3 separate regions of the Ovis aries genome follow, and all the other regions are linked to region 3. A link is a contact called in public Hi-C data. All regions are on one chromosome and are shown on one strand. Each heading gives the region's core, a stretch centred on a gene start, on an enhancer-like site or on the middle of the called end of the contact. The rest is flanking DNA. Distances are from core to core; before and after follow the strand shown. Region 1 holds the start of STAMBP (STAM binding protein). Region 2 holds the start of DCTN1 (dynactin subunit 1). Region 3 holds the start of BOLA3 (bolA family member 3).

Evidence for each region. A called contact is a pair of places that touch in the nucleus more often than the background predicts.
Region 1: a Hi-C map of tail adipose tissue shows a contact between it and region 3, with 4 times the contacts expected there. The contact joins the promoter of STAMBP here to the promoter of BOLA3 in region 3. A contact is called at or near these places in 4 of 16 Hi-C or Micro-C datasets (blood, liver, muscle and 1 more).
Region 2: a contact with region 3 is called in a Hi-C map of tail adipose tissue, with 2.6 times the contacts expected there. The contact joins the promoter of DCTN1 here to the promoter of BOLA3 in region 3. A contact is called at or near these places in 2 of 16 Hi-C or Micro-C datasets (blood and tail adipose tissue).

The regions. Positions count from the first base shown.
Region 1 is chr3:95,658,035-95,662,326 of ARS-UI_Ramb_v3.0, reverse strand. It overlaps STAMBP (STAM binding protein), which reads right to left and starts at 2,301. Exons shown (of 10, transcript XM_027967012.3): 1 at 2,260-2,301; 2 at 86-303. The coding sequence starts at 288.
Region 2 is chr3:96,254,375-96,258,492 of ARS-UI_Ramb_v3.0, reverse strand. It overlaps DCTN1 (dynactin subunit 1), which reads left to right and starts at 2,014. Exons shown (of 29, transcript XM_060412355.1): 1 at 2,014-2,061.
Region 3 is chr3:95,968,256-95,972,712 of ARS-UI_Ramb_v3.0, reverse strand. It overlaps BOLA3 (bolA family member 3), which reads left to right and starts at 1,462. Exons shown (of 4, transcript XM_027967016.3): 1 at 1,462-1,551; 2 at 4,434-4,457. The coding sequence starts at 1,498.

The DNA.
Region 1 (4,292 bases), core at 1,052-3,551, 310 kb after region 3:
TCTGAGCAGAAATAAATGAGCACAAGAGCACCATGAGTGAGGCATCAGTCACCAGAAAAGAAAAAGGAAACTGGAGGTGTCTTACGTGATATACTTGTTATAGAGGATGAAGGCATATTCAATGTTGCCTTCCTCGCAGTAAACAGATGCCATTCGGATAATCTCCACTCCGGAGCGGAAGTACCGGCGGGGTGGAATGTCTTCATTTATCTCCACGGCGCTGCCCCTGTGGGACAGAGCCCTAACCCGGTCTTCGGGTGGGAGGCTCACGTCTCCATGGTCAGACATGAGGACCAAGACGTCCTGAAACAAGTAAAAGATGGCATCAATACCAAGGCCCCCGTCACCTCGGCACAGGTGTTTATCTCAACAAACCTCCACCTTACAAAGAAATTAAGAGAAAAACACCACATGCTGTTGCCCATATTAACTAAGGTCTCTTCGCCACAAGAAGCCTGAGACCCTCCAGGAAGCCCATTTCACAAGGATGAAAGGGCTGACAGACTCAGAAACCTGTAATGCCTGTGGCATGATTAGGTGGTACAAAGAGTGTAACTATAATGAGCCACAAGAGCTTCAGTCCTCTTTTCATGCTAATCATTCCCTGTCATTAGGTGGCCCTGACCTCAGCACCATAAAAAAAGGAACAGTATCTTGTATTTTTTCCATTATCTCTCCTCCCAGCTACCCACTTCCACCCACCCCAGTACCTGACAGAGAATACTCAATGACATTTCCTGATGATTGTTAACTGACTTTAAGTTGATCATTTAACCTGAGAGTAACGGACTTTGTCTACAACTTTTCGCACTTTAGCACAAGGTTAGTGAGGGGAAATGGTGTGGGGATGAATATTTATAATCCTGACTCTGCTCATAAAATCACTAGTCCAGTCAATGTACAACATCATCATTTCAAGGTAAGGAATTCAGATCTAGAAAACAGTTTATTCAAATCTATCTTTGAAGACTAAGTACTCCTTGAATAACAAAAGGACAAAAAGGTAACTTGAAAGGCAAAACCCAAACCAAAAATAACAAAAACCGCCTGGGAGTCTCCCCTCCCTGGGTCTCAGATTGCAGTCATTCTAGAGTCTTTCCTGATACTGCTGCTGTTAGAATCAGATTCTTTCTTCCAATCAGATATCACTCTACATCACTTCCAGGAAGATTCTGGGTATTTGATGCATACTGAATTACAGCACACCCCCTGTATTACAGCACACTCCAGTATTCTTGCCTGGAGAATCCCATGAACAAACGAGCCTGGTGGGCCATAGTTTACAGGGTCACAAAGTCGGACATGACTGAAGCGACACAGCACAACCAGCATGCTGTAGAACACACAAGCTATAGCAGATTTTGGAATTCAAGGCCCTGTGTCAACTGGCCCCATTCGGTCCTTTTAAACCTTACTCATTGCCAACAGAGACCTTTTGCTTCAGTCAGGATTCTTATCTGCCCAGAAATCCTCATATGTGTTTCATTTGTCTACCCACTGTTGTTTTCCATTCCAAGCACTCCCTCAAAGATGATTTTCTCCAGGTCAATTCTATCTTTAGGTCACACTTCCTCCACCAAGCTTTTTCTCAAACACCCTAAGGGTACAAAAGTTGTGGGGACTACCAGGGATGTAGAGGCAGTCCACCTCCTGTGGGAGTCTTTTCAGGGGCTCAAGAAGCCACTAGCAAATCTAAAAGCTCCCCAAGTTGCCTAATTAGTAAACTCACTGCAGAGCCCATCAAAGCTAACTGAGGCAGGAGAGGCTTGTTGCTCTTTATCACCTCTCCGGAGAGGATCTTTTGGTCGAGAATGGAACCTCTTCCCAAGGCCAGCAAGTGCTGCCCCACACGACAAGGCTGACCAACACTCCAAAGAGGAGACGCAGCGTCCGCAAATAAGGGGGAAAGTGGCGGAAAAAACCGAAACGGGGGAAGATGACCGGGAGGCGAAAGGAAGTACCAGGAATGAGCGATGGGGGCGTTTACAGCGGAGAAGGATCCACTGACAACTACTCGAGGCCTTCTCGAAGGCACTCAAGCCAAGTTGTCAACATCGGGCAAAATTATTCAAGGCTTTCGCGTCTATCGCGAGCGGTAGGAGGGGACCGGAGCCGTCAGGGGCCTCGCGCGCGACAGGCCGGGCAGGGGGCGCAGGGAGGAGAAGGCTGCAGGCCCCACACTCACGGTGGCCGCTCGCCGTCAGACTCCGATCACGCTCAGCGCCCGGGCCCCACCACACAGCTGGGACCCTTCCCCACCTGTCCCCCGCGGACGACTCTCGGCGCTTCCGAAAACGTCACGTCCGGCATCCGCCCCGCCCCGCCCCGCCCCCTCCCTCTGGTCTGTGAGTTAAATTCTCAAAAACTTAGGACCCGAGCGGCGACTGGTGGGCGGAGCTAGAGCTGCCACCTGCAGGAGAAGAAAACACCAATGAGGAGAGAGCGGGGCCATTTTGGTAAAGGAAAATCAACCAGCAAAGAAGAGAAAACGAGCAAAGGACCCAATGACCAAGCTAACTTTTATTTTAGGTTAGTACAGACACAGTGAAAGGCTACACACGTTGTAATACAACATCCCTTGGAAAAGCTTAAGAAGTATGAAATCAGATAAAATCTGTTGCATAAATCATACATGTATTGAAATTAGACTGGTAACCTTCATGCTTACCGCATGCCTTTATGTCCTCCGCGTTTGTGCAGATGAGTTATATGTTTGTGCGTGCGTGCTAAGTCGTTTCAGTCCTGTCCAACTCTGTGCGACCCTATGGACTGGAGCCTGCCAGGCTCCTGTGTCCTTGGGATTCCCCAGGCAAGAATACTGGAATGGGTTGTCATGCCCTCCTCCAGGGGATCTTCCTGACTTAGGGATCAAACCTGCATCTCATGTCTCTTGCATTGGCAGGCAGGTTCTTTACTACTAGCGCCACCTGGGAAGCACGTGTTATATATTTATGTCAGTCCTGAAAACTAGGGTATCCCAGTTTTCTGCAGAAAATTCTATGAGCTTTATCAAGATTGATTGCATGTTGAAACCTACCCCACCAGATTATTAATACCCTGTTTATATTACGAAGTCACTGAAAAACCAGATGAGCTATGTCTTGAATTTTTTATGCTAAATACACATCCTTGGGTCTTCTCTATGTGGAAATTTGCTTTCCCTGAATTTCCACTCACTTATTTTTTTAGAAATTACTCAAATCTTAGCTCATTTCACCTCAATTTTGTTTATTGTCACATTCAGAAAGGTCATGTCGAGTTCTGTTTTAAACCTTTGTGGCCAGAAAGATAGGCCACGTTGGACTCAGTGGCTGTTAGGGTTCATCCTGGTCAGTGACAAGATTTTCAGAGGAAGAGTATTTGGGGAACTGAGCAGTCATTCTAGTGGTTTCCACTAGTAGGATCTAAAAGTACACTTCATTTTGCAAACTTTAGCACACCGCTTAAGCCCCTCGAGTTCTTTTTTGCATACTGGTTAAGCCATTAAAATTTGGGGGCATTAACTTTTTTTTTTTCCTAGCCGTGCAGCACAGACTGTGGGATACTGGTTGAACACATGCTCCCTGCTTGGAAGCATGGAGTCTTAACCACTGGTCCACCAGGGAAGTCCCTAATTTTTTTTTTTTAGCATATATTACAATAAAATTTTATTTGTAAATTTGAAAAGCACTTATTTTGTAACCATTTCCTTTTCAGACTATAGGACTTTCAAAGCTTTGTTAAGAAAAGACTTCAGCATTTCACTAGAAATTTCTAGGTTTTCATAGGTTACCTGACTCTGTTGTGATCATAAAATTTGTGGTTACCATTGCAAAAAACAGGTGTACATTTGTTTTAGATTAGCAATATTAGATCTTGGCTGTTGGAGTTTTAATGTTTAAAGCTGTTTCAATATCCAGTCTGAATTTTGTTAAAAATGACATTTGAATTTATCCCTTGCTTCAAGGTATAGTATTCAGCTTTATAAACTTTTAAAAATATTAGTAGACTAATTCTTATTCATGTATGGCAGAAACCAACAAAATATTGTAAAGCAATTATCCTTCAATTAAAAATAAATTTAAAAATATGTTAATAGACTAAAGCCCAGTATGTTTAATATTTGATTATCTAGAAATATTATATCAATATATATTTGTTCTTTACCACTATATTGTTGTTTAGTTGCTCAGTCATGTCCAATTCTTTGTGGCCCCATGGGCTACAGCATGCCAGGCTGCTGTGTCCTTCACTGTCTCCTGGAGTTTGCTCAAACTTGTGTCAATTGAGTTGTTGATGACCACTATATAATA
Region 2 (4,118 bases), core at 765-3,264, 290 kb before region 3:
GCAGTGGGTTGCCATTTCCTTCTCCAGTGCATGAAAGTGAAAAGTGAAAGTAAAGTCACTGAGTCGTGTCCAACTCTCAGGGACCCCATGGACTGCAGCCTATCAGGCTCCTCTGTCCATGGAATTTTCCAGACAAGAGTACTGGAGTGGGGTGCCATTGCCTTCTGTGCACTCAAACTTACGAACAACCAAATAATGCAGGTTCTATCCTTAACATTCTCATTTTATGAAAGATGAAACAGAGGTTGGGAGAGGTTAAGTAAACAACTCAAAGACTGAGACAGTGGGTAAACAGAATTGAACCCATTGTTTATCAGATCCTGACTCTTCCAAGATCCTTGTACAAAGATGTCTGAACACTTGTTCTTTTTTTTTTTTTTTCATTTCTTTGGCATCATTAGAAGTGGGTTCATTGGGTCAAGGAATTCGTACTTTCCAATGTTTTTTTTTTTTTCATAACTGAGATTTTATTGGTTGTTTTGAGGATCAGTACATAGACATTTTAATTTGTACATAATTCTGAACATTTATACCAAAAATCTAAAAAAATCATGTAGTTTTGATTCTTTTCTGAATAGTTTTCCTAGAACTTTACAGCTTAAATTTGGAGGCAAATTTTCCTTAACAGGATATCCAGTACAATATTGGAAATTCCACCAGTCACAATTTAATGTCATACTACATACTCAAATTTTCAATCGCTCACAGCACATTAACAATGTTACTAGGAGAACTGGACCACCACGACTAAAGATGCTACAGGGCACAAAGTTCTGACCAGGAGAGCCAAGATCAAGCAGTGGTTTGTTATAGGATACAATTCTACCAAAAACATGGGAAGAGAAGTAATAGTATCCAACACATTGAATGCACAATTGACTCCAAACTGCCATTTAGTGTGCTTTATATTATAGAGTATAAAAGCTCATTATCAATTTATGGAATGTTACTGACACCCAAGACAACCAAAACCTCCCATATTCAATATCCCACTATTTTCTGGTTGAGCCAAAAAATAACCAGCAAATGATTTCACCTCTTTTAAAAAAAAAAAAAAGCACTTACACTTAAAAAGTGGAATGAGAGAGGATTCTTTTAAAAAAATGTTTTTAGAGCTGTCAAAAAACTTGCGTTTACAAAATAGTTGATAAAAATAATCGTCTGGATTGTACAAGAAGGGAGGCAGATAGGGTGTGATATTAATCAGACTTGGCTTCTGCTTCATCAAAGGCTGGGCTCTCCTTTTAGTCTCTCGGTTAGCCACTTCGGCCGTTGTTCCCTTTTTTCCCCTTTTATTTGACTTGTCTGAAGATTTATCCTTTCCTGCCGCCTTCTTCGGCTTCGTTTCTACTTTTGCAGGAGCCGATTTAGCTGACAATCTCGCAGATCTCCTCTTGGGCTCTTTCTTCGGCGCCCCTCGTCGGAGCGGACTCGTCTGGGGAGCCGTGACTGCCGGGCGGGAGCGCGCCAGGTGCCTGCGAGCCGTGGCGAAGCTGAAGTGCCCGGCAGCTGCGGCCCCCACAGCCCCCCGACTCCAGCCCAAGTGTTTTTTTAATTAAAAACTACCAAAGTCCATTATGTACATTTTCATTATTTTATATTTACCACTATTGTTTTAATTAATAGCCTAGCACGCAAAAGCGCAGCGAGTGTGGGAGCTTTGACCACACAAGAGTCGTCCAGGCCTTCTCTACGCCGTCTACCCTCTGCCGGCAGAGGGCGCCGGCCACCGCGCGCCTCTCCCCCGCGGTCCTAATCGGCTTCCCGTACAGTACGCACGCGCAAATTTCGCTCCAGGTGTCCAGCTTTGTGCCTGATCGAAGTCCACCCGGCTGCGCTCAGCGCGCAGGGTTTAACCCGGGCTGGTCCTCGGGGAAGACTAGCGTGTCCCCCCCGACCCAGAACGCCTCTGGGCCTCAGAGACTAGAGGTCCTGGAGTGGGCCTACAGGGGTCTGGCGGCACGGCGGGCAGCCCGTGCGGGCGGGGTGGGACCCCGCTAAGGCTTGGGCGTCGGTCGCCAGTGGGGCCCGGAGCCGGGCGCGGAGCCCCTGACAGTACAGGTACGGAGGCGGCGACCATGGCAACTGCCTCCTCCCCCGCCGTGTTCGCAAGGCTCTTGGCTGTGTTCTGGGGGCTCGGCGCTCGCCAGGGGCGCGGCGGGGAGCCCGGTGTGCCGGGCAGGGGTCGGCAGGGGTGGGCCGCGGTGGGGGTGGGCACCCGCCTGGGTCTGGCCTGATCTGACCCGCCTGAGCTCTTCAGCTTGGCGGGGCCAGAGTGATTGCGTCTCCCAATTCTTCCGGAACTGCAGGGGTTCCCCTCCTTTCCTGGGAACGTGCAAGGCACTCCTGAACCTATTCCAAGCGACAGGTTTCCAGTGGGGCACATGGTTGAAAAGTTGTGTCAAACAGAAAAAAGAAAAAAGAGGACTAAAGCTGGAGGCCGATATGCGTTTGGTGTGTCTGTCTCCCATTCCTGGGGTCCGCCTTAACTGGCAGGGTGACTCTTGAGCAGTCATGTTGCGCATCCCCCACTCTAAATCACACAGATGAGGAGCTCCGCTGTTTTTCAAGAGGTGGTGATTTAGAAATGTACCGTCTTTTGTTCCAGTTTGGAGACCAGCAAGCTCATCCTGACCCCTTGCCAGTCCAGTATGCTTAAGGCACTGAGGGTCAGGGAACAATGAGGTGAAGGTTGACGTCCTTTACCTAGGCTACGGCCGAAGCCCAAGGCACGGGGATGTTAACGATAGTAGTAAATGACAACTTTTTTCCCAAAAGGCTTTTTGTGCTCAAATATGTTTAGAAACTTCATGGTTCAAGTTTCTCTTCCCAGGTGGCGCTAGTGGTAAAGAACTCCCGTGCCAACGCTGGAGACAGGTTCTATCCTTGGGTGGGGAAGATCCTGTGGAGGAGGGCATGGCAACCCACTCCAGTATTCTTGCCTGGAGAATCGCATGGACAGAGGAGCCTGGCAGTCTGTAGTCTGTGGGGTCACAAAAGAGTCTGACTTAACTGAAGGAACTTAGCACGGAGCACGTGCATGTTTAGAAACTTCAGCTTTCAATGTGCTAATAGTATTTTTACCAAGAATTTCCCACTGGAAGTATAGTATGCAGTTTCCCAAATTCGGGTGGAAAATACTATTTTTCTTGGGTATTGCCTCTTTAGCATATAAGACAGTTTGGAAAATGGAGTTCCAGAATTGGAAACTCAAGATTTGGAAGGGGTAGTTTAGGTCAGTGCTTTTCGAATTTGAATGGTGCATACACCTAGGGGTCTTGTTTAAAGTACATGCTTTGGTTGGTTCTACATTTTAAACAAGTTCTTAGGTGATGCTGATGGTCCGTGGACCACATACACTTTGAGCACAAGGGTGTAAGTCTCTGGGTTGAAAGAGACCATGTTCTATTCCTTGCCTTCCAGAACAAGCTGCGCTGCCTTGAATAATCTCTTCCCCTGTCCAAGCCTATAAAATAGGAGACTGGACTAGAAGAGCGCTACTGTTTCTTTCAAATCTTGTGATAGTTGAATTCCTTCTAAAATATTCTTGCCCAATGGCCAGTTTGGGCTTGAACATTTCTAGTAATGGGGAATTTACTGAATGTAAGGCATCCCATTTCATCACTAGATAGCTTAATAGGGAAGTTTTTCATGTTGCTAAAATACATCTCTATAACTTCCATCTTGTTGATCCCTAGCTTATCTTTTAGAATCAGAGAAGTGAAAAATATAATTCCTCTTTAAAAGATGAGTCTTGGGAATTCCCTGGCAGTCCAGTGGTTAGGACAGTTCTTTCACTGCCAAGTGTCAGATTCAATTCCTGCTCAGGGAACTAAGATCCCACAAGCTGTGTGGCACAGCCAAAAGAAAAAAAAGATTCTTAAAGTGTGAGATGACCGTGTTTCTACCATGTTTTCCCCAAACTGAATTGTTCTTTATTCCTCCCTGGCATTGTTTCAGATTCCTGTCTCTTAAATCTCATCCTCCTGCGTGGAGGGTAGTAGAGCTGTAGCAGGACTTTGAAGGACGAGTGGGGCTTACAAAACCAGGAGAAGCATCCTAAGCGTTTGACAGTGGTGTGGAGATAGGTCAGATCCAGAACGGTTTGACTCAAGTAG
Region 3 (4,457 bases), core at 213-2,712:
CAGAATATGACTGATCAGAAGACAAGGCTTGAACTGACTTTAAAAGATGAGTTGGTTACCACATAAGCCATCTTGTTGCACAGTTTGCATAGGGAGGTACACGCAGTCCGGTAATAAGGAAGGCTATATTTCAATCGAGAAGGCTAAGTGCCAAAGAATTGATGCTTTCAAATTTTGGTGCTGTAGAAGACTTGAAAGTCCCTTGGACAGCAACAAAATCAAACTAGTCAATCCTAAAGGAAATAAACCCTGAATATTCATTGGAAGGACTGATGCTGAAGCTGAAGCTCCGATAGTTTGGCCACTTGATGCAAAGAGCCGAGTCGCTGGAAAAGACCCTGATGCTGGGAAATATTGGGGGCAGGAGGAGAAGGGGGCGACAGAGGATGAGATGGTTGGACGGCATCATTGACAATGGACATGAGTTTGAGCAAATCCGGGGAGATAGTGAAGGACAAGGAAGCCTGCCTGACATGCTGCAGTCCATGGGGTTGCAAAGGATTGGACATGACTTAGTGATCAGACAGCAACAAGTAAGGAGAACACAGTATCTCCCCAAGAGCAAAAGTGGAGAAATTTTAAGCTAAGGTTATATACACATTCATGAAGGGTCTTGGCTCAGGAGAATTCAGTCTGGAACGGGGGCAAAAGTTGTCAGAGTCAAAGTTTTAGTTGATTCAAGTCAGGAGGGTCAGGAAAGGTCATTATCATTTCTTAGCTTCCAGTTGATTGGTTGGTTGAGCTTTCCAGGGGATGGGAGTGGTGTTTGAATTTTGCAAAACAACTCAAGAGTTTGCCAGGCTATGCAAGATCTGTGGCTCAAGTGGCTCTTCTGCTGAGCCATTTCCTGCAGGCACCTTCAATACAGAGACATCCAAAACTGAGTTAGTCGACCCTCTTCACCCCAAACCTAGTCCTCCTCTACCCATTTCATTGTCCAAGCCAGAAACCTGAGAGTCATCCCTGTCGCCTTCATCCCCTCTCCTGCCAATACCGTCTTCCAGTCCATTCATTCACCTCCCAGGTGTCCGAGTCCACTCTTCCGATTCCTGCTGCTGTTCAGGCCTTTAGTCTCTGGACCACTGCGACTGTCCCCGCTCTTCGCAGGGACCAGTGATCTTCCTAAAGCTCAAATCTGAAAACGACTCCCCTGCTTAAAATCCTCCCCCTGGTCCCTCATGGAGTGAGAAGTCGAAGCTCCTCCGTTTAGCAGCAGGTTTTCTGGTGGAGAGTAGGAATGGGGGCGTTCCACCTAGGGCACCAGGGTTCTTGGGACAAGGGAAAGTCCAAGCACCGGCTTCTAGGCCGAGGGGGAAGGACCCACTGGGGGCGAGGGTTGGGAGGCCAGGTGAGACTGGGCGTCCTGGGCGTGCGGGGCGGCTCGCGGCCTCCGGACAGCAGGGGGCGGCCTCGCCTGTGCAGCGGCGGCTCTGGTCCCGGACTCCGCGTCTTTCGGGCGACGCGGCGACCTCGGACGGCGGGCCGCGTCGGCCGGGCATGGCGGCGTGGAGCCCGGCCGCGGCAGTGCCTCTGCTTCGCGGAACCCGCCGGGTGAGCGCGGACGGGGACCGAGCCACTCTCCCCGGGGCAGGAATTGCGCTGGGACCGCGGGGCGGGCCGGGTTTGGAGAGACGGCCTGCGGAGGGCGACGCGCCGGGCCAGGGGCTTCGCCTTCCTTTCTCTCATTCATTGATTTGCTGGTTCATTCATTCAGTGGCCCCGGCTACGGGTACTGAGAGAAGTGTCAGGGCCGGCGCGTGCTGGGGGAGCTCCCCAACGGGGTGGGGGTTGAGGCCGAGGGGAACGGATGCATAAACAGTCGTAATACAGCAGGCACGGAAAAAGCAATGTTGCTTTACCGAGCCGAAGACATGGAGTCAGAGCCTGGAGTCGAGGCGTGCGTGCTGGTTCCTGTGACTGAGTCAGGGCTCCGGAACGTCCTCCTGGCTTCTGTGACCTTGACCCTTTCCAAATCTCACACTCCTGTAGTAGGGAGCCAGTAGAGGGCAGTCACCATACGCTCTCCTAATTTTCTCTCCCCTTTGCCGATTCATTCTCCCTTTACTCCATCCGTTTCTTTTGCTTTCCTTTCACATTCTTCCTTCCTTGGACCTGCCTCCCTGGAGCATGAAGGGCACTTCTGCTGGAGACTTTCATTGTGGACAATCGACATTCCAGGGGTTTTGTCAGTTGATTGCTGGTTTAAAGGCCGCTGCCTGCAGATCAGCAGAGATGAGGGAAAGACTTCTCCCAAGGAGTCATAGTGCTAACCCCACTGTCACCCTTTAGTGACTGCTGCGCTGCCTGCCACCTGGCTACCCTCTGCCTTTGCCCCCACCCCCACCCCCAGGGCACTGTTTTCAGAGGAGGTCTCCCGTCCACCCAGTCTTACCCAGGTCCACAACATAGGATTCTGTCCCTCTGAACAGCACTCAGTCTCCCTCCAGATCTTTCTCCTGACCTGCGTTTCAGCTGCCTGCTAGAATCAGGACTTCTTTGCGGGTACCTAGTACATATGCCCGGAGAAGGCAATGGCACCCCACTCCAGTACTCTTGCTTGGAAAATCCCATGGACAAAGGAGCCTGGTAGGCTGCAGTCCATGGGGTCGCCAAGAGTCGGGTACGACTGAGCAACTTTACTTTCACTTTTCACTTTAATGCCTTGGAGAAGGCAATGGCAACCCACTGCAGTGTTCTTGCCTGGAGAATCCCAGGGACGGGGGAGCCTGGTGGGCTGCCATCTATGGGGTCGCACAGAGTCGGACACAACTGAAGCGATGCAGCAGCAGCAGCAGCAGTACATATGCCGGTTTTCTCTGGTGGCTCAGCCGGTAAACAATGCACCTGCAATGCAGGAAACCTGGCTTTGATCCTTGGGTTGGGAAGATCCCTTGGAGGAGAGCATGGCAACCCACTCCAGTATTCTTGCCTGGAGAATCCTCAAGGCCAGAGGAGCCTGGCTGGGCTACAGTCCATGGGGTCGCAAAGAGTCAGACACGACTGAGCAACTGACCACACAGTACATATGCCCTGAATTGTGTGGATTTTCCCCCCTGCTCATTCATTCATTCATCCATCACTCAAGTTCTCCTGGGGGCCTGCCCTGGGTCAGTTCTGGAAGACTGCAGTAGCAGGACAGACCCATGTCTTGGCCTCTAAGACCAATTGTTGAAAGAATCAGTGCACAAGGTATTTTAAAGACTGTGCTCTGAGGTTCTATAACACAGGACCCTGCTCTAGGCCATCAGAAAAGGCCTGAGGATGGGCAAGACTGAGGGGGTGAACGGATGGTACCTTCAGCACTAGCATGTGAGCAGCACTCCGCCCACCATCTTCCTCCAGCCAGGGAACCTGGTACTACTCCCTTTTTAAGGATACTCTTATCTGGGAATCTTTCCTGACTTGCTTCAAAAGGCATTGTTACACTGGCATCAGGAAGCCTGTGTAAAAAGTCCAAAGTCTTTATCCAGGCACTGAAGCCCTGCCATACTCTATTTTCTTTTTTTCAATATTTATTTTTACTGATTTGTTTGGCTGCCCTGGGTCTTAGCTGAAGCATGCAGAATTTTTGATCTTTGTTGCATCATACAAGAGTCTTAGTTGCAGCATGCAAACTCTTAGTTGCTGCATGTGGGATCTAGTTCCCCCACCAGGGATCGAACCCAGGCCCCCTCCATTGGGAGTGCAGAGTCTTAGCCACTGGATCTCCAGGCAAGTCCCTGCCATGCTATTTTCAGTCTCTCTTTTCAGCATGTGCTTGACCTAGCCAAGGGGCTGCTGACATGATTTTCTGCATCTGCATCCCTAAGGGCTGACACATTCCCATCAGAAGCACTGGCTCCTTAGGGTAGCTATTGGGGGAGGGAAGAATGTTGCTTCCAATGGTAAATAGTCTAAAAATGTTCCTCTTTCAGGTCCTTTCATAGAATTCTGTTTCTTCTTTCCAGTAAGGATTGCAGAGAATAGCTGCCTTATTGAGCAGTAGGTCACAGGGTTATACCCCACTGGAGAGAATGTGGAATGTTAATCAGGCCTAAAGGGTGGGTGCTATTTGGTCCCATTAGTACATGGTCTGCGGCATGCTTGCCCAAGCAGGGCATGCCTGGCCTCTTCTGGTCTGCATCTTACTAAGGGATCCAACCTTGGGCATATCACTTGGTGCTTCAGGCACCTCACTAAAGCCGTCTTCATGATAGTGTCTCACTATCATGAGGAATAAACATCTGTTGAATTAACTTAGGGACCTTGTTATCTCTGGAGTCTAAGTTAGTTATTTACAATTCCACTCCTCCCTCAAAAAAAGTTTATTCTGCATCCTGGGGAACTTAAATGGGCGTCCGATGCCATGCAGTGCCCCCGGTTTAGCCCAGGGCCCTGCCTTGCAGGGGAGGTCAGAGGGGCCTGCACAGTGACTCTCGTCTGTTCTGTGGCAGCTTCCTCTTCTCCACTGGGCCCAG